Linked DNA regions of Cricetulus griseus: region 2 is linked to region 1. Evidence: chromatin contacts called from public Hi-C data. All regions are on one chromosome and are shown on one strand. Each heading gives the region's core, a stretch centred on a gene start, on an enhancer-like site or on the middle of the called end of the contact. The rest is flanking DNA. Distances are from core to core; before and after follow the strand shown. Region 1 has its middle 68 kb from the start of Klf10. Region 2 holds the start of Klf10 (Krueppel-like factor 10).

Region 1 (3,008 bases), core at 280-2,779:
TGTGCACTTCATGTGTACTGGTCCCCAAGGGGGCCAGAAGAAGTCGTCAGATCCCCTGGAACTGGAGTACTGGAGTTTGTGAGCACCCTGTGAACATGAGGACTAAACCCAGGTCCTCTACAAGAGCAACAAGTGTTCTTGACTGCAGAACCACCTCTCCAGCCCCCGACACAAAGATTAAAAAAAAAAAAAAAAAAAAGAATCCAGGGATGAACACAAGTTGTCTTCTTTATTATTTCCATCACCTGTTAAAACAGAGCATCTTCCACTGTGAGAGGAACCAACCAGTCCCAGGGCAGGGTGGCTACTGTGGCCGACACCGGGTGGTAACGTCAGACACTTCCCAGTCACGCATCAGTTTCTCACACATTTCCCAACGCTATTTTCTCGAATGTGTTCCTTTGTCACCTGTATCAAACAATGCCACCTGTAGACTGTGATTGTAACACGGCAATAACTGTGTATGGTAAGAGAGAGACAGAGGGCCGGCAAGATGGCTTAGTGGATACAGGTGCTTGCCACCAAACATGAAGACCCAAGTTCAACCCCCGGAACTCCCAGGGAAGGAAAGCATGTACTGTAATATGCTGTCCTCGGACTTCTACGACACCCCGTAAATAAACAAACAAATAAGAAAATTAGCTTTCTATATCAGAGGTTCCTTTGGTAGTTCTTAGTAGTTTCCTTTATAAAAATGTTCTGTTAGCATAGTTAGTTATACATAGTAACGGGCTTCGTTATAACGTTTTCAGGCGCGCACACAGTGTATGCATTCCAACCATATTTTCCCATTATTCAGTCTTGCTTATGGCCTTTAAAACCTAACAAAACAAAAAAAAACCCACTTCTTAAACACGTATCTATTTATTTAGAGACAAGGTCTCACGAAGTAACCCAGGCTAGCCTCATAGTTGCTGTGCAGCTGGGAATGCCATCCGTGGACCGTCTGCTCCTCTCGCCTCCTCTGCCTGCTGCGGCCCACAGGTGTGAGCCGCCACACCCTAAGTCGTGCTTTGGCCCATGCTAGGCAAGCACACTGCCAACGGAGCTACATCCCTAGGCCCTGTTAACCACGCTTCCTCCTCCTTCCCACGGGCGCTGGCTGGCTCGCTCATAGACTTCTTGGATGCCAGAGAGTTCCAAAACACCAAAGCGGGCTCGCATCCTCTCCTGGGGTACGAAGACAGGACTAGAACCTTTTGGAGAATTGCGCTTCCCCGTGGAGCCCCTTAGTGGTGGACTCCAGGTCCAGTTCTGAGTCTGCGAGATGCCCCCAGAGCACAGAGGGCATAAGGGCCTTTCAAGTGGACTCTAGCAGGAGGCTCGCCGGTGCATCTGCACTCAGCAGCCTGAGCCCCAGCCCTAAGCATCCTCTCCTCCCCAAGGTAACCCCAGTGTGAACTGGGAGGAAGGAAGCTGGGCTAAGACCCCCACCCCCGGAAGGAAGCTGGGCTCAGGCTCCCCAACAGGCACCTCCCGGCTCTCTGAGACTGGGTTTGCTGAATGCTGACTCATCACCAGCTCCTGCCCGGCCTGGTGCACGCTCGCCCACGACCTGCCCTCCTTCTGATTCTCGGCTGCTTCCTCCCAGGCTCTTCCCAGGCGCCTGCCAGCCCACGCGAGCATCTCCCATGTCCTCACCGCGCCACCCCCCCCCCATCCCTCTTCTTCTCTGCCAAATCCGGAAATGTGTGGTCTCCTTGCATTTCCTCCTGGAGCCGTGCAGCGCCCACTCAGCCTCCCCCTCGGCTTCTAACTCTCCGTGAAGTTTACTGAGCTCGCCCTCAACTGTGAGAGGTCAAGACGAGGCCTTCCCAGCAGGACAGGTGGCCCTGGGCCTCCCGGCAGGACAGGTGGCCCTGGGCCTCCCACCTCCTGCTCCGCCCTCCCGCCCGGCCCCTGCCGCTGCCTCTTCCAGGAGATGGACCGGCTCCCTCTCCCGTTTCCATGACGCTGCACTTTCCCACGTCTCCTCCTCTCCCCCGGGCTCTGACAGCTCGTTTCCTCCCTGGCATCTTCTTCTCCCAGCTTCCCCCGTGGGTGTGCCTGAGGGCTGCCCTTGAAGTTCTCTTCCTTTCTGTGCGTGCCCACCGGGTCCCCTGCTCGCCCTCCGCCTCCCCGCTGCAGCTGCTCTCGCGCCCACGCGCGTTGCCAAAACCGTCCACGCATCCTCGCCAAGCACGGTGTCCTAAGCCACAGGATTTGAGACTGTTGGTTCTGCAAACGTTGAATCTCCTCCCAACACCTGACGGTGCCTCCCAGGGGAGGCTTCTCTATGCTCCTGAGCCCAAGCCAGCTTAGAATATAGCTCTGCAAAAGGCTGCCCAAGTTCAAATCCTTGCCGCGACCCCTGGCAGGTTCGTTCATTTGCTCCTCCATTTGTGTGGCAAATGCTCTCCTGAGCTCTGACTCGGTGACAGACTCTGATCGGGGCTGTGACTACAAATGGAAAGGAAGTGTCCACCACACGCCTGACACGGCTCACACGGCTGTCCAAGCTAGAGTTAACACGGCACTGTGGCAAGCTGTGTGAGGGAGAGAGAAGATGCCGTGGGAGCCCCCCACAAGCCAGGGACAGCTTCCTTGAGGACAATGCATTTAAACCCAGATCCTGTCACAGGGCGTGGCAGGTCGAGTTGGGCCCAGCATCCTAACAGATAGAATCTATGGATGTGACATGTGTGGATGTGTGATTGCATTAAGGGTCTTAAATGACAGATGAATTTGAATTATTTGAGGACAGTGTGGGGCTGGGAAGGAGGCTGTCTTAGCTACTTTTGTTCTGTCGCTGCAAGGAGGAGACACCATGACCAAGGCAACCTTTACAAAAGAAAGCATTTAATTGGGGGCTTAAGAAACCCTAATGGTGGCATGGTTGGGGTGTGTGTGTGTGTGTGTGTGTGTGTGTGTGTGTGAGAGAGAGAGAGAGAGAGAGAGAGAGAGAGAGAGAGAGAGAGAGAGAGAGAGAGAAAGGATTGGGCTAAACAGGCAGACAGGGGCCAGACTTC
Region 2 (3,008 bases), core at 179-2,678, 68 kb after region 1:
ATGGTGGTGGTGGTGGTGGTGGTGGGGTTGGCTGCCTCTGCGACAGTTCCCCTCCGGCACCCGCGCGGCGGTGACTGGCGAAGGGCAGCGTGAGCTGAGAAAGCCCGCAGGGGGTGTGGGGTAGCGGGGCGGGGGGCGCGCTGAGACTTTGCTCTCACGACCCCGCCGCCTGCCCAGGAGAGGAGATGAAAATCTCTAGTTTGCTTTAAGCCCCGCTATCGCTGCCTCCGGCTCCAACAGCTACCCCGAACCCGCACAACGGTCAAGGAGGGCGGGGTGGGGGCCCAGGAGGAGCCCCGGGCCCGGAGCCCACAGTACCCCCCCTCCCCAGCTGCTGCCCGGGGCGGCTTCCCTGCCCCCGACCCCGGGAGGGAGGGGTGGGGGCCGGGGCAAGAGCCCCACCCCCGGACACGCCTCGGAAAGGGCTCGCACGCTCTATTTTAAACTCCTAAAGGCACCCAGCTCAAACTCGACCCTGCCACCGAGCGCTCGGGTCTGGGGCACCGGGACACCCCGCGAGTCCTGTGGGACGAGCTTCCCGGGTGCCCCCCCCCCCGCCGCGGGCGCCCCTGAGGAAGGACGGGAGGGGACGCCCCGCCGGTGCCTGTGCCGCAGATGGGAGGGCGAGCTAGCGCCAGCCGCCTGGGCGTGGGCGTGGAGTGCGAGCAGGTGTCTGCTCCGTGACAGCCCCCTCCCCCACCGGCGGCTCGCCCTGGTTCTCCCGCCGCTCGGTTCGGTCCAGCCGGCGGCTCGCCCTGGTCCACCCGGCTCGGTGCGATTTCCCCCACGGCGGCTCGCCCTGATTCTCCCGCCCGCTCGGTGCGGTCCACCCGGCGGCTCGCCCTGGCTCTCCCGCCCGCTCGGTGCGATCCACCCGGCGGCTCTCCCGCCACGCCAGACCCACGAGGACCGCGCTGCCTGCCAGAGGCAGTCTCCGGGCTCAGCCCCGCGCTCGCAGCCCCCGCCTCCCCGGCTCGCCCGGGGTCCCGCCCACTCCCTGGCGGGCGCGAAGGGGACAGGGCGGGGCGGGCTTCCCTCCCCCTCCCCACCCCCCACGTGGGCTCTCCCCAAAGCCTGGATGCCTCCCGCCGCCACCGCGCCCCCCTGTGATGTCCCCGCCGCGCGGCGGCCGCCCCGGCGCGCCCGGTCGGGACGGGAAGCCGGGGGGGGGGTGGGGTGGGGGTGGGCGAGGGGCGTCCCGGAGTCAGGTGGTCCCGGGAGTTCCCCGGGGGAGGGCGCGGCGCCCCGGGGGTTGTGTACACGCTCGGCTGACAGAGCCTCCTGCCGCCGGGCAGCCGCTGATCACGCGTGGCCCCGAGAGCCCATTGGCTGCAGCCTCACACACCTTTGCCGCTGATTGGCCGGGGCCAGGCCCCGCCCCCGGCCCCCGCCCCCGCCCCGCGGCGCGGGGCAGGCAGAGCGGCTACCTGAATGGGGAGGGGGGCAGACGGCGCGGAGCGCGGCGGCGTCGACGTCTCGAGTCTCGGTGCGCTCGCCCGCCGTCTGTGCCCAGGCAGCCGGCAGCAGCTCAGCTCGCAGGCGCCTCGCCCGCCACCCACCCAGCCATGCTCAACTTCGGCGCCTCTCTCCAGCAAGCATCGGTGAGTCACCTGGGGATGCTCGCCCTCCCGCCCAGGGTCGCCGAGCCAGCCGTGGGTGGGTAGGTGGGTGGGGGGCGCGAAGCCCGAGTCCCCGCATCAGCCACGCCTGAGGACCCCGGCTGCAGCAGCGGGGACTTGCCAGGGTGTCCTGCCTGCAGTCTGGGGAGGCCATCGAGGGCATGTGCGCAGGAGGGGGGACCTGGACCAGAGCAGGCGATCCTGTGCCAGCCTGGGTGTCCAGGGGACAAGGAAAAGGGGGGGAGGGTGTCTCGGGGACACCCGGGCGAGCAGGAGAGCAAGCGGGAGGTGGAGGGGTTGCTGCAGCCTCCCCGGGGGGCGCCCTGCACCTGGCACTGGCGGGAGATGCCCCCGTCTGCACCGGGAGCGCAGGAGCCGTCTGCTGCCCGGGGGGCGGGCGCCTGCTCGTCGGGGAGGGAGCGGGATGGGCGGGTGGGCGCGCGCTGCCAGGTGGGGACCGCACGGCTGGGCTGGCCCGGGCTGGGGGGAGGGGACGGCTGTCTGTCTGGCCGGCGGTGGGGCGCGGGGGATGGATGGATGGATGCATGCATGCATAGATGGATGGCACCCCCGGCGAGCGGGCGTCGGGAGGGGACCCCCCATCCCGGGCTGGAGAGGCAGGTGGACGCCTGTGGATGACTCCCCGACACGGGGTGGGGTGGGGGTGGGGGACAGGGCCCCGCCGACAGCTGGGCGAGGGAGCGGGGACCGCGAGACGCGGGGGCCGCGCGCGCGCGCGCGTTGTCGAGACGGGAGCCGCGGAGCCCGTGGGCGCCGCACGTCTGGGAGCCTGCGGAGAACACGGCTCGCCCGGGCCGGGAAGAGGCGGCGAGGGGGGCGCAGGGGACGCGGGTGGAACGAGGTCCCGGGGGGCAGGGTGGGCGGAGCGCACCGGGCGAGCGGGCGAGCAGCCGCTCCCGGGAGGAGGGCGGCGGCGGCTGGGCTTCCGCGGGGACCCGGCGGCGGCTCCTCCTCTCTCCCTCCCTCCCGCAGCTGGAGGCCGGGCTGGGCGGCGAGAGGGTGCACCCCGGGAGCTCCTCGTCCCCGGGTGACCCGGCCGCGGCCTCCGCCAGGCAGGGGCAGAGGCAGGGGCGGGAGCGAGCCCGGCCCCGCTGTCGGTTCCTAAGGGAACCGCGGCTCGGGGGAGGTGGAAGGGGCGGGCGCCGCCCGGTGCGCACTGGCGAGCGGTTGGCGGTGGCGGCGCCCGCGGCCCCCCCTCCCCGGCAGGCGGCGGGAGGCGAGCAGGGAGGGCGAGCCGAGCGGGAGGGCGGGCGGGGGGGGGGGGGCGGGCCGCTCAGGAAGTAGGGGAAAGGTGACGGCGCGGCAATCCCCAGGTCACGTTTCCTGCGCCGGCCCGAGCAGCCGCTGATCACGCTTTGTTCACACATG

The links. Hi-C and Micro-C count contacts between places; a contact is called where the count stands out from the background.
Region 2: a contact with region 1 is called in a Hi-C map of fibroblasts, with 2.5 times the contacts expected there. The contact joins the promoter of Klf10 here to the enhancer-like site in region 1. A contact is called at or near these places in 3 of 8 Hi-C or Micro-C datasets (the CHK-Q cell line, the CHO-K1 cell line and fibroblasts).

Annotation. Positions count from the first base shown.
Region 1 is chr10:13,318,607-13,321,614 of CriGri-PICRH-1.0, forward strand. No RefSeq gene overlaps it. Among named protein-coding and RNA genes, the nearest start is that of Klf10, 68 kb to the right of the region's middle. Within about 2 kb of position 1,530, at least 3 of the 6 cell types and tissues checked have open chromatin away from gene starts, as enhancers often do. A contact at or near this core is called in fibroblasts, where this site is marked.
Region 2 is chr10:13,386,770-13,389,777 of CriGri-PICRH-1.0, forward strand. It overlaps Klf10 (Krueppel-like factor 10), which reads left to right and starts at 1,429. Exons shown (of 4, transcript XM_027431369.2): 1 at 1,429-1,601. The coding sequence starts at 1,566.